Linked DNA regions of Mus musculus: all the other regions are linked to region 2. The links are chromatin contacts, called in public HiCAR-type and promoter capture Hi-C maps. All regions are on one chromosome and are shown on one strand. Each heading gives the region's core, a stretch centred on a gene start, on an enhancer-like site or on the middle of the called end of the contact. The rest is flanking DNA. Distances are from core to core; before and after follow the strand shown. Region 1 overlaps Sipa1l1 (signal-induced proliferation-associated 1 like 1). Region 2 overlaps Pcnx (pecanex homolog). Region 3 has its middle 55 kb from the start of Sipa1l1.

Region 1 (4,127 bases), core at 535-3,034, 440 kb after region 2:
TTCATACATGTAACATGAAGATAAATAGGATCGGTCCTGTGCTTACAGCCAAAGCATTCATACATGTAACATGAAGATAAATAGGATCGGTCCTGTGCTGTTGAGACAGAGTCTCATGGAGAAATAGGTACTTGTGAGATAGTCCATTCTTTGTGATGTGATGTGATATTACATGGAATAGACTGCTATAGGATTTGAAGAGGTTCTGCTCTGTGCATTCAGATACAGTATTGGAGAATTGGGGGTTAATAGGAAGATAGGAAGGCATTCTAGGTAGGCTGTGGATGAATGGAAAGTATGGATACAGTGGTACTCTGAATCTTAGTCAGCCAATCCAGAATACAAGATATGGGGAGCAATTAAGGTTGCATGGGTGTGAGAATGGAATCAGATTGGATGGTGCAGCGCCTTGAAGAAGGTGACAGGGTGTTTCAGGAAATATAAAAAAGAATGTCAAGTTCCCACGCTACTGCCAGCAGTTCTCTGCCTCGGCGGGCTAGCCAGCCTGTTCTTATCTTGTGAAGTCTCTCTGGCCCAGAGCTCCCGAAACGTTTCCCCCTAGCTTGCAAGGTTCTTACTGGCGGGTCACTACCATGCCAGCTCAGTGCTTCAAACCTCCCACAGCCTTTGTGGTGCACATCTGGCAAACCCACGCTTTGCTGTCATACCTTTCTCTCTTGAACCCAGTCAAACCACTGCAAGAATGAAAACACTACACAAATTTATTTCAGAAACGACAGTAACTTAGTCTTGCTGGGAACAACTAAAATCCTAATCTTATAAACCTTATTAAATCTAAATCCAACGGTAGCGAATCCTGACAGACCCACCATTGAAACCGGGAGACTCTAGTTGGTACATCTTGTTCTCACTCCTCTCCAAAATGCTCTAACTCTCTCCTGCTTCCTCTCTTCCTCCATACAACCTGGAATTCCTGCCTACGTCCCCAGTGATTTGCTCCTTTATTCATTAGGGGATGGTTCACAAGTCACCAGAGTAGGTGACTCATTCCTCACAACCCCTCCCAGGAGAGCGGAATTGGCATCAAAATACAAGCAAACCCGGGGCTGTCCACAGCTACAGGGTTTTGGTGATGTCTTATGGACAAGGCAGACTTTAGAGAAGCCTCTAGCACTGGTTGGCATTGTGGAAGAACATCGGTAGGAGCTATTGGAGGGGTGGGATGGAGAGAGCCTGGAAGTCGGGAGACCGTTGGGTGGAAGAGATCAGAGGGCAGTCATGGTGGAGCCCATGACGTCAAGCCATACTTTCAAGACCACTACCTATGGTGCCAGGACACATTTTGTGTGTAGTCCACAAATGTGCACATTAGGACAATTAACTCTGAAAGTTAGGAGGCAAAGGAAGCATGGCTTCAGTGTGCTTAACTTGTTAGAACAAATAGAGGAGGGACCGGTTCCACTCACAACACGGGAGGAAAGCTGTTAGATTTGAAGAGGCTTGATTTGAATTGCTAAATCTCCTCAAGTCTCTCGGATTAAGGAGCAGTATCTAGGAGACAGCCAGAGAGAACTCTGATCTGCCTCATAGGTCAATGCAGTGCTAGACTCTGAGCAGCTCTCCTTACCTCCTTCTCTCCCTAGGAAAGCTTCCTGGACTGGGTCTCTGAGCCCTTCTGCCACCTGCTGAGCCAAACACCTCCCATCTGTAGACTCATTGGAGGAATGGCTTCGTTCCAGCCAGCCAGGCTCTGGCCCAGGGTTTCCACTCTGCTTGGAACCAAAGATGACTTCACATTAGAAGTCTGTAGACCATGCCAAACCCATACAGACTGTCAATCAGTGGAAGGACTCCTTGCCTTCTCTGTGGACAGCAGCTCATAGAAAATGCAGTAGACTTGGCCAAGCAACCTAGCCTATTGTGGCTTAGGGTGAATGACTTAGACCCCATTTCTTCTGCTATCACATGGAAGCAGCCTGCCCTAGTGGGAGGCCAGGCATCTGCAGGCAGCATTTGAAATAAAGTTGCTTTGTTATTAAGTCTGCTCAAGTTGTCAACACTTACAGATATCCCTGTGGCTGCCTGCCCCACTGCCGACTAGAATAGATAGGATCGGGGGAGAATGTGTCTGTCTTGCCCACAGAACTCCAGCCTCGGCCTTGAGAGTCAGCTGAGCAATATGCTGAGGCCCAGACACAGCACACCTCTACTGAGAAGTTATCTAAATGTATCATTTTAATCAAATCCAACACGTGCAATTACAGAAATTTTTTAAATGTGTTTTTAGTGTGATGCTACTATCAACCAAAATTATAAAAACTAATTGTCAGAGCCTGACTATTGCAAACTGAGTAATGAGATAGAAAACAAAGAAGCACATGGGGACTGTGCTCTCACAGTGAGAACCTGGAATCAACTGGTTATCCAGTTGTCACTGGCATCCAGTTCCACCCCCCCCCCCCGCCCCCAGCCTGGCGACTGCACAGTATTTCACTGATTGAATCCTGGCAGCTTTTTTTGGAGTCATGTATATTTTCCAGGTCTTTTCCCCCTGAAATTTTTGAGGGGTTCTCACTCCTGGAGGCAGTTTTCCAGCTTTTCCCATAGGGGCAGTGTTGGGGGAGGTTTCTCTTATGGGCTTCCAGCTGACTTCACTTCCCACTCTCTCTATGGGGCCTCTGCTTTTGTGGTCTTTACATGATATCTTCTACTGTGCCTTGGGGTTTTTCCCCCTGAGTTATTGACTTCCTATCTTCACTTCATACTTGCAGGCTGTCTCCTGGTTCGGACATCTATGTGACAGTCTCATCCATGGCTTTGGCGAGATCCCAGTGCCGTAACTCTCCCAGCAACTTGTCTTCGTCCAGTGAGACTGGCTCTGGAGGTGGTACCTACAGACAAAAATCCATGCCCGAAGGGTAGGTATGGCAAGGAGTCCATCTTCAGTATCCTGTGTTCAGACAGGCCACACAGAACTGCATGAAACCAGCAGAGAAGAGGTAGCCAACCCTCCAGATAGAAGACTGTCCCAGCGTCTAGGTCAGACCACTGAAGAACATGGTCAGTCCTGTGTGGCAGCAAAGTCAGATAGCATCAGTTCCTTCATCACACGGACCAGTCAGTGCCACTAGAAGGATTTTGTCTTGTATTTCCTCCAAAGTGAACGCAGCAGAATACTCCTTGCAGTGTAGTTCGGATTGCTGCTGATACAGAGAAAATGATAACCACGCCCAGAGCTTAACGTTGTCTTGTAAGAGGCCTGTGTTTTGTTGGTTTTCTGTTGTTGGGTTTTTCCAGACAGAGTTTCTCTGTGTAGATGTCCTGGAACTCTCTCTGTAGACCAGGCTGGCCTTGAGCTCATAGGGATCCTCCTGCCTCTGCTTCCCGAGGACTGGGATTAAAGGCTTGGGCCACCATTACCCAGCAATTTGTTTTGTTTTGTTGTTTTGTTTTGTTTCAATCTTCCTTGACACTAAATTCCCAGAAGGAACTGTTTGTTTCTGACAAAACTTATAGAACAGGCCCTAGGTTTTGTCTGTAGCACCACTAGAAAACAGAACAAAACTTTCAAAGGAAGGGAAATGCACAAAGTTTAAAGGTCACTGAAGGCTGAGGATGCTGGAGTGTCTGAGGCTTGGAAGCCCAGCATGCCACACACAAACTGCCTTTGCTCAGAATAAGAAAACCAAACTGTGGGTGCTGCTGGCCCTGAGAAAGAACTTGAACCATTCAAAAACCAAATGGTTCTATTTCACATTTTTCTAAGGACTATGTTTAACATACAGGCATGGGATTTGGTTACTTTTCTGAGAATTCACCATGCAAGCAATTCATTAGCAAGCTTAATGTCCTCATAGTGGATATTTATTTACCATGACCAGGATTTCTGTTGGATCTTTTTTAAAAGGTTTGTTTATTTGTATGTGCATGAGTATTCTGCTCACATATATGTATGTTCACTGTGTGTGTGTGTGTGTGTGTGTGTGTGTGTGTTACCCTTAGGGATGAAGAAGGTATTAGATGCCCTGGAACTACAGTTATGGATGGATACGAGCTACTATGTAGGTTCTGGGACTTGAACTCACTAACTATTGAATATGCTTTTTGTTGTGTGTGTATGTGGGGAGGGGGGGGTGCTACATGTTTATGCTAACAGAAGGTAGGTG
Region 2 (4,140 bases), core at 620-3,119:
CCTAGCCCTTCCTCAGTTCCCACTCTCCTCGCACACTGCTCGCTGAGGTTTAGATGGTGGTAAAGTTACTTGCTTAGAGTTGGGCCAAAATCTGTGGCTTTTTTCTACATTTTGGGCAGTGTCTGTGTTCACTCTGTTCATTGTAAGAATAGGCTTCCCTGCTTCAGGCTCTGTCTAAGGTGTGAGCAGAGAGGTATTTAGAAGGCAGTCAGTGTAGTTAACCACAGAAACACATCTCCTGCATGGGTCTACTACCTCAGCCCAGACTTGGGTTGTTAGCCAGGCTAACAGTACTGGACATCAGTTCAGCACATCCCGCTATGGTCTTGAATGCATTCAGAGAACCCTATGGAAAATTTTTAAGTGGATGCCAACAGTGGAAATTTGCCCTTTTAGGTATTAAGTTCTGTATTTCCAGAAGTACTTGAACATGGTCCCTAGATAGTCTTAATCTCTTAATATCTTGATCCCCTCAGGTCTTGGTTTTGGTTAAAGCAGTTTATGAGGTGGAACGGGGCCAAGTTTAGCTAGACCACATTTGGATCTCCTTGTAAATAAGTAGGGATGGGCACCCTTAGGCCTCTGCTTGGTGTATGTGACCTTGAGCTTCCCCAGGCTAGCTTGTGGGGAAGGCGCTCTCCCGGCCCTGTGAGGCCTTGTGTTGTGTGCTTTGTTGTCCTCCTGTGGTTCTTTGCTCCTCAGACCGCCTACAGATCTCAAGGGTCTCCCCTGTGGTTTCCCTGTCCTCCCAGTTCCTAGCCCTCTCTTGGAGCTGTGAGCAGGGCCAGCACAATCCCCTCCTTGGTTCCTTACTTCTGGGCATAGGCTTATTTCTGTAAATCTTGCCTAATACAAACCACTGGGTCGCGGGTTGTATTTGATTTTGGTTCTTTCCTACGGGAGGGTAAGTCTCTGTTACTCCACTGAGCCAGAAGCAAAGGCTCACTCGATTATTTAATATTGTTAAGCATGTTTGCTTGTTTTTCTTCTTTCCAATTTCAACTTGCATTCCTGAACACTTAAAGTGAGATAAGGGCCAGTGTTCCTCAGGGTACAGCTGGACACTCGTTCATGTCTCAGTGGGCCTAGAGTTTTAGATGTATATGGCTCTTGGTGTTAATATCAGAAGAAATGGTGTTGATTCCTCCTGCTGTGAATCTGATCGTGCAGGGACCTGCCTCTCACAGCACAGCGTACAAAGACGTGCTCCTCATCCTGCTCTTCCTCCAGGACCTAGCTCATGGCCTTTACCTTCACTAGCTCAGACAGTGATGGAGAACATTCTTGGAGCAGGAAGCAACAATTCTAGCTACTTTCATTGAATGTAGTGTCAGACACCAAAGTAGTTACCATGCTTCAGATATGTGTAAGGGCAGTCAGTTAACAGTGGTGGCTTATTTAGGCAGGAAAAAAAAACAAAAACAAAACCCTACAAATACAGAAACAAATTTTGTTTTGTTTGATTCTAAGATTAACTTTACTGTTCCTCATTATTGGATGAAAACTGAAACCAAAAAAAGTGGAAGCTGGTCATGAAGCCAGCGAGGGCTCCTCACCTCCTCTCGCCCTGAACTCTGTCTGTCTTTCAGCCTGCTCTCAAGTACGTGCTGTACGCGCTGGTTGGTGTTGTGGGGCTTGTAACCCATTATGTGCTGCCTCAGGTGAGGAAGCAGCTCCCCTGGCACTGCTTCTCCCGGCCTCTGCTGAGGACAGCCGAGCACAGTCAGTATGAAGTCCGAAGTGAGTATGTCTCTGCCGCCCTCGGGCTCTGCCCACTCTGGTATGCCCGTGGTGAGTTAAGCAGACAGCATTGAGTCACGCTTTAGCTCTGGCTTCTTGCAGTGGGTTTGAAGCTTCCGGTGAAGTGTCGCCTGCAGGGCACTGTCTTCTGCTAAAAGAGCAGCAGCTGTGCTCCCAGGCCGTCTTCCGAGAGTAGACCTACACTTCCTGCTCTACCTCTCACACCTGTCCCTAGTGTGTCTGGCGTGTGACTTCTCTAACGTCCCCGATCCATCTTCTCCCTAATCAGTATACAAGCAGCTCAGTCCCCATCCAGTCCTCCATTTGAAAGGTTTTAATTTAAGCATAAGGAAGGAAGGAAGGCCTTTGTCCCTTATGCCACAAGAAACACTGTCTTACTTAAGAACAGTAGTGACAGTCCTTTCTGTAATTTCTGCTCAGATCTGGGTAAGCAGTGAAGTGACTGGAGAAGAGAGGAAGGCCTGTCCATTCAGCCAGCTTCTCCCTCCACTGTAAACTCTGACTCACTCTTCCTTGTCCGTTGGTCCTGTGACGGGCTGTGCTACACACAAGTGACTGAATGTAGCAAGCTTTCCTCCTTGGACTTGAGTGAAGTACTGTGAAGAGGGTGACTCAGCCAGTCATTTGAGTATGAGTTGATATTTTTGAAGAACATTGAAGCCTTTGAAGCTGTAGCAGAGTTGACTTTCTGTTCTCACAATGGGCCTCTTAATGAACCTGACTGAAGCCGTGTGGTCCTGGTGCTGCCCACAGCCTGGACGCTGGAGAGGCCACCGAATACTAATGAGCAGAGAGTGGGACGATGCTCTGGAGACCTTTTAGTAAGGGAAACTAAAGGAGACTGTGAGGCTGGTGCTGCCAGCCTCTGCACCGGAAACGTAGCCCACAGAGACAGGCTCTGGTTTGCTTTTCTATGATGAAGCATTTCCCACTTTTATATATAAATATACCAAATAGTTCATTTTTAAAATCAATAGTTTTATTGGTTGCTTTAATCAGTCTAAAATGTTTACAGATTTTGAATTGCCATAACATTTTTGACTTCTTGAAAATACTGAACTATAGAACTAAACTGGTTTTGTTTTGTTTTGGGGGGTGTTTTGGTTTTTTCTTTGTACTGATATTAGAAATGTAAAGACTGCCTAGCAGCCTGGCGTAGTGCTTTTAGAGAGCCAAAGAGCTTACCACCTTAACCACCATATGCCACTAGTGAAGAAACGCCTTATAAGCTGGGTGACTGTAAACTATGAGTGTGTGCATCTAGAGCATAGACTTTCCTATTGAGAAGTCAGGTGCTTTAGTAGCGCTTACTTATCTAGGATTGAGTACAGCCCGAGAACCTTTAGCAACTTTTCCTATATACAAATGTAGAAAATGAGAAAAATTATAGTGAAAAATAAGATCTCAAGAAATGAAATGCTGGAGATGCGGGTGCATGGTGAACAGTTGGCTCCTATGTGCTAAGGCCCCGGGGTGACACGTAGCTTTACACAACAGCTTATAAAAGTAAAGTTAGCCAAGTATGAGTTATGTCTAGGTCAGAAACTGTGTATTTGCGTATGCGTGTGCATATGCGTGTGTGTGCACCTGAATGTGTGTGTGTGTGTACACGTGTGTATGCCTGCATGCATGCGGTCGATCACATAAAAGTAGACATTGAAGTACGGGCTTCGTATGGTTTTGTACTCATAGCATTGAGCTAAACTTGAGTCCTAAGGCCATCCTTTCTGCTTACCGTATGCCCGACTGCCTTGAGCACTGTATGCATTGTGATCTCTGGACTTGTTGCCTCTCAGATGCAGCCACTATGATGTGGTTCGAAAAACTTCATGTGTGGCTTCTTTTTGTGGAGAAGAATATCATCTATCCACTGATTGTCCTCAACGAGCTTAGCAGCAGTGCAGAGACAATTGCCAGCCCAAAGAAACTAGATACAGAGTGAGTATATAGTCACCCGATCCATGTCCTTAGATTAGAACAATAATAAACAACACCTTACACACGTGGTGAAGCATCTTGAATCATTGGTCAGATGCCACTAAACATGTTTCTGTCACACGGCATCAGAAGAGGGACCGCTCAGGTGAAGATGTCTTGGTCTTCCCCTTTTTTGGGGGGCATCACTGTACTTTTATTGTTCTTGACTTTTTAATGCCAACCAGTATTTTATGCGAGGGTGCCTGCTAGATAGCTCAGCAGGTAAAGGTCCCTGCTGCTAAGCCTCATGACCTGAGCCCAATCCCTGGACCCACGGAATGGAAGAAGAGAACCGACTCCAGCAAGTTGTCTTCTGACCACCACACACGTTATGGCAAGTGTGCTCGTGCACACACATATGTATGCATTTATGCAAAATAGATGAGAAACCATAATTTTAAT
Region 3 (4,268 bases), core at 1,096-3,595, 280 kb after region 2:
TCAGTTCTAGAGGCTCCCAAACTGAGTACTGAGTGAGCAAGGAGACACGCCTGCTTTAGTGCCATACAGACTGGTCTAGGCATCATACTGGAAAGCAGAATCTTGTTTTCTGTGCATTTTGTCTCAGCATCTGGCTGAGGGGTCAGAGGAAAGCAGTCTGGTAGTGTGAACTGGGAGGCAGAGAGGCACTGTTGGAGCGTGCAAGCACCTAGCTGAGACTGCTGCCTGGTTTCCGACCTTACTCTTGTGTGCTGCCGCTGCTGCTGCTGCGCACCTCCCTCTTGGACAAGTTGCAAAGCTGTGGGCTGGTTGCTATGGGAATTGATGGGTGCTCCTGGCAGAGGGAGAAGGAAAATTCTTGGAGCTGACCCGAAAATCTTCAGGGAGCCATTTTTTTTTCTTTTTCTTTTTCTTTCTTTTTCTTCTGCCTCTAGCTTTCCTACTTGCTGCTCTTGGATTTGATTGGGGGCAAACTCTCCTGGAGTCCTGAAGTCCTCACCAGGAAGACTTCTAGGAGGAGGGGTACAGGGGTTCAGCAGTTGGCTTCTGAGGCTTTGCTGAAGTCACACAGCCCCTGTCTACACTGTCCAGGAATGTGCTGCACACAGGTGCAGGGTACCCCGGGGTTAATTTCAGGGTCATGACTTCTCTGTCTTCACTAACACTCTACACAAAGACAGGTGGGACATTCATTTTTTATTCTGGATTTCTGAACTATCGGTAGAAAATGGACATTTTAGTGAGTTAGTACTCATTGGACAATAATGAAGTTAAAATGTATTTTATATAGAGTGGAGTGTGGTGATACACATCTTTAATTCCAGCACTTGGGAGGCAGAGGCATTTGGATCTCTGAGTTTGAGGCTAGCCTGGTCTACAAAGAGAGTTCTAGGATAGCCATGGCTACATAGAGAAACAAACACTGTCTTGAAAAAAGTTACCAACTTTTATTTATTTAATTAAATTGATGAGTAATTTCACTGATGTAATATAAGCTAAGTTATTTTTATGACAAATCAGGAAAAATGAATGTAAAACACCGATTTTCCCTTCAAGAGAGAATATGAGTGACTCTGGGTGTCAGTTACAGAACTTGATGGGACAAAAAGAGCCATGTACATTTCCAGTTTCAGGTCTCTGTTCTGTCATTTCTGATTTTTGTGTTTACTAGTAATGAAAATGTTTGGTAAGCCCCCACCCCCAACCCCTTACTTTGACCCGACATTGAATTCCAGGCTGAATGAGAACATCTATCTAGGTCTGTTCAAACCTTAATCATGTATGGTCTTAGTAGTGACAATCACTTAACAGAGGGACCCACATGATTCTGAGGTGCCGTGAGATGTGGATAATTCCAGTTCTCTGGAAGGGAGTCTGAGGAAGGGTTGGAAAGAAAGGGCAGTCACACACAGGTCTGGCCTGCTTAGAGCCTCTGCTCTTGTAGCCCGTGTAAGATCATGAAAAAAATTAAAGGCAAATATATTGTAAATGGTGATAGAGATGCTTTAATGATGTGGTTTGAATATGCTTGGCCCAGGACTTGGCACTTTTAGGAGGTGTGGCCCTGTTGGAATAGGTGCGGCCTTGTTGAAGGAAGTGTGTCACTGTGGGGGTAGACTTTGAGACCCTCCTCCTGGCTGCCTGAGAACATTTTGCCCCTGCCTTCCCTTGAATGAGGATGTAGAACTCTCAGCTCCTCCTGCACCAGGCCTGCCTGGATGCTGCTGAGCTCCTGTCTTGATGATAATGGACTGAACCTCTGAACCTGTAAGCCAGCCCCAAGTAAATGTTGTCCTTACAAGAGTTGCCTTGGTCATGGTGTCTGTTCACAGCAGTAAAACTCAAACTAAGACAAATGAAGTGGTGGTAACTGCAAGGCCAAGTGACCTTCACAAGGGATATTCTAGAAGCCAAGTAGAGGAGCTGACAGCCATGGGGGGTGTAGTAGTCTGTTTGTTCATAGGCATTTGCAGATTAGTCATTAGTATTTGAATGGAATCTTCTAAATAAGCTACATTTTACCAAGTGTTGACCCTTGTTTCTTAGCCTCAGAACTTTTTAACTTCTCTGGCTTTTATTTGCCAGGGAACCTTACAGAATGTCTACCAGGGCTGTGCAGGGTGACCTCCAAGGAGGTGTTACCATAGAGAAGGACTTTGGTCCCTGAGACTTGCATCAGAGAGAAGAGCTGGGAGCTGGGAGGTCTGAAGTGTGTTCATTAGCCCTACATGCTGTGCGTCAGCGGCTTCTTTAGTGTAAAAACACAACTTTTACCCCAGAGGGAGTGAGACAGTTTATTCTGGGCCAAATAAGAATGGCTGCGGCCCGGGGACACAGATTCAGGTCACCCCAGACACTGTGTTCCTATGTGGTAATAGTTGAACACAGTGTTTGTAGTAAGAGAACAAAGAACTAGCCCGAAAGGCCCTTTTCATTTATGTGGGTGGAAGTAACAGGCAGGCGGGCCTCCGCTCCAGGTCTCAGATGCTATCTAATGACATTCTTAGGTTGATGGAAGCTAGGGGTCTGTTATTGCATTCCAAAGGGGTTTACCTAATAGTCTTAAGAATGTTAGGTCAGATACAGGGGCAGACAATGGAATACTGTCAGTGGACTAAGGTAGCCCAAGATCATTTTGACTCCTATCTTTTCACAATCAGTTGATAGCCATGGCACTATGGGTAACAGAGGTGTGTCTTTGCCCTCATTTGTTCTCTTGCTATGAAATAGATGTAGCTCTTCACAGGTAAAAAACTGAGGTTCCTGATGAATCTGCTCCAGCCAGCTCATGCCATCCAAGCAAGGCTAGCCTTTTGTTAACATTGAGAGTTTTTGAGCTCAAGGCATTAAATGTTGCCTGGAGCCCCAGGTCTTATATAGTTAATTATATTGCCCTGTGTTGTTCAGGCCTAACTATTATGGTAGAGTAGAGCTGTGTATGGTGTTGGTCTCTAAAGTTGGTCTCATGCTATTTCAGTATGTGAGGCCTACCCTGTGGTGACTCAGCAGAGACACTAAGAAATGCCTAGAGGTGGCCCTTGAATTAGGCACAGCAGGAGAGATGAACTTTGGAGTTATAGGGTAGTGTTATGGGGGACTTTGTGAACAGGGCCTAAGCGAGGGAGCACAGGACTGCTGTGGGTTCAGCGTGTCTGCAGGGAAGGGCATGAGAAGGGCAGGGGAAATAGCTGAGAAGTTCAGCTGGAGCCGAGCCCTACTGAAGAATTTGGATCCTCTTTCTGTAGGCGGTGAGAAACTTTTGCTGTTTTTGAGACTGATAAGGTATCTTTTTGTTTTAAAAATCTTAAAAAGACCTAGCCAAAGTTAAAATTCGTGCCAGGTGGTAGTGCAGTTTTTAATCCCAGTTCATGGGAGGTAGAGGCAGGAGAATCTTTGTAAGTTCAAGTCCCAATTTGGTCTACATGTCGAGGTTAGAAAAAAGAAATGCAATGAAAATGAGCTGATAAGGAAATGGTGAGTGATTGCAGCTAGGCAGTGGTGGAGCACATCTTTAATCTCAGAGTTTACACAGGAGGCAGAGGCAGGCAGAGCTCTGAGAGTTTGAAGCCAGCCTGGGCTAAGAAGGAGTTAAAGATTCAATATAAATGAAAATAAAAACCAAAACAAAGCTCAGATTTACCCACGGGAAATGATTGTTTTGTGAACTAGAGTTCTGATTGCAATCCTGTTAGTGTGGTGATCAAGGTTCAGGACAAGTAGAAACACAAGATTGTTGGGAATCTGTTGGAATCTTGATTGGCATACACAGGTCTGTGTGGTGCTTATTTGTGAGTCTGAGATCTGAAGTCTACAAAGTGAGACTTCCTCATGAGCCATGTGACCAGTCAGGCAGTTTAGGTGCGACCTCCTGTTGCTTTCTTAGTTCCAGAAAAGAGCCAACTTTCCCGGTGACCTCTGTCATGTATTATTGCCCAGAATATTCCTAAGGGCCCTCCTAGTTGAACCTTTACCCATGTATGATATTTATAAAAATACAGCTTTCTGCTTGCTTTAAGCAGAGTTTATACTGCTTTACCAAGGAAATGAAAAAAGTATATGTCTTAGCACCGAGGTGAGGAGAAAGTTTGCTGGTTAGCATGGTTTTGAAGCATATTGTCTAGTTGAGTCCAGTAAGTGGTGCAGAGGAGGGCAGAGACTGAGACTGACTCGTGCACGCAGATTCCAGTCCATCCTGCTCATCACTTCCTGCTAAGTGAATCTCTAGTACCCGAGACACAGGGAGAACCAAGCAAGTGCTCTCTGGGTGG

Evidence for each region. HiCAR-type assays count read pairs that join an accessible place to other places. Capture Hi-C pulls out chosen DNA fragments and counts their contacts.
Region 1: a HiCAR-type map of astrocytes shows a contact between it and region 2, with 3 times the contacts expected there. The contact joins two enhancer-like sites. A contact is called at or near these places in 2 of 115 datasets of contacts at active chromatin or transcription factors (astrocytes and large pre-B cells) and 2 of 9 other capture datasets (adipose tissue and pancreatic islet).
Region 3: a contact with region 2 is called in a promoter capture Hi-C map of adipose tissue. The contact joins two enhancer-like sites. A contact is called at or near these places in 1 of 484 Hi-C or Micro-C datasets (the HL-1 cell line), 2 of 115 datasets of contacts at active chromatin or transcription factors (acute myeloid leukemia and memory CD8 T cells) and 2 of 9 other capture datasets (adipose tissue and liver).

The regions. Positions count from the first base shown.
Region 1 is chr12:82,414,172-82,418,298 of GRCm38.p6, forward strand. It overlaps Sipa1l1 (signal-induced proliferation-associated 1 like 1), which reads left to right. Exons shown (of 21, transcript NM_172579.3): 11 at 2,733-2,879. Among named protein-coding and RNA genes, the nearest start is that of Gm30916, 25 kb to the left of the region's middle. Within about 2 kb of position 1,785, at least 53 of the 459 cell types and tissues checked have an H3K27ac peak or open chromatin away from gene starts, as enhancers often do. A contact at or near this core is called in astrocytes, where this site is marked.
Region 2 is chr12:81,969,657-81,973,796 of GRCm38.p6, forward strand. It overlaps Pcnx (pecanex homolog), which reads left to right. Exons shown (of 36, transcript NM_018814.3): 20 at 1,590-1,740; 21 at 3,558-3,699. Among named protein-coding and RNA genes, the nearest start is that of Gm30799, 98 kb to the right of the region's middle. Within about 2 kb of position 1,870, at least 182 of the 459 cell types and tissues checked have an H3K27ac peak or open chromatin away from gene starts, as enhancers often do. A contact at or near this core is called in the HL-1 cell line, adipose tissue and astrocytes, where this site is marked.
Region 3 is chr12:82,253,991-82,258,258 of GRCm38.p6, forward strand. It overlaps a transcript of Sipa1l1 not described here. Among named protein-coding and RNA genes, the nearest start is that of Sipa1l1, 55 kb to the right of the region's middle. Within about 2 kb of position 2,346, at least 51 of the 459 cell types and tissues checked have an H3K27ac peak or open chromatin away from gene starts, as enhancers often do. A contact at or near this core is called in the HL-1 cell line and adipose tissue, where this site is marked.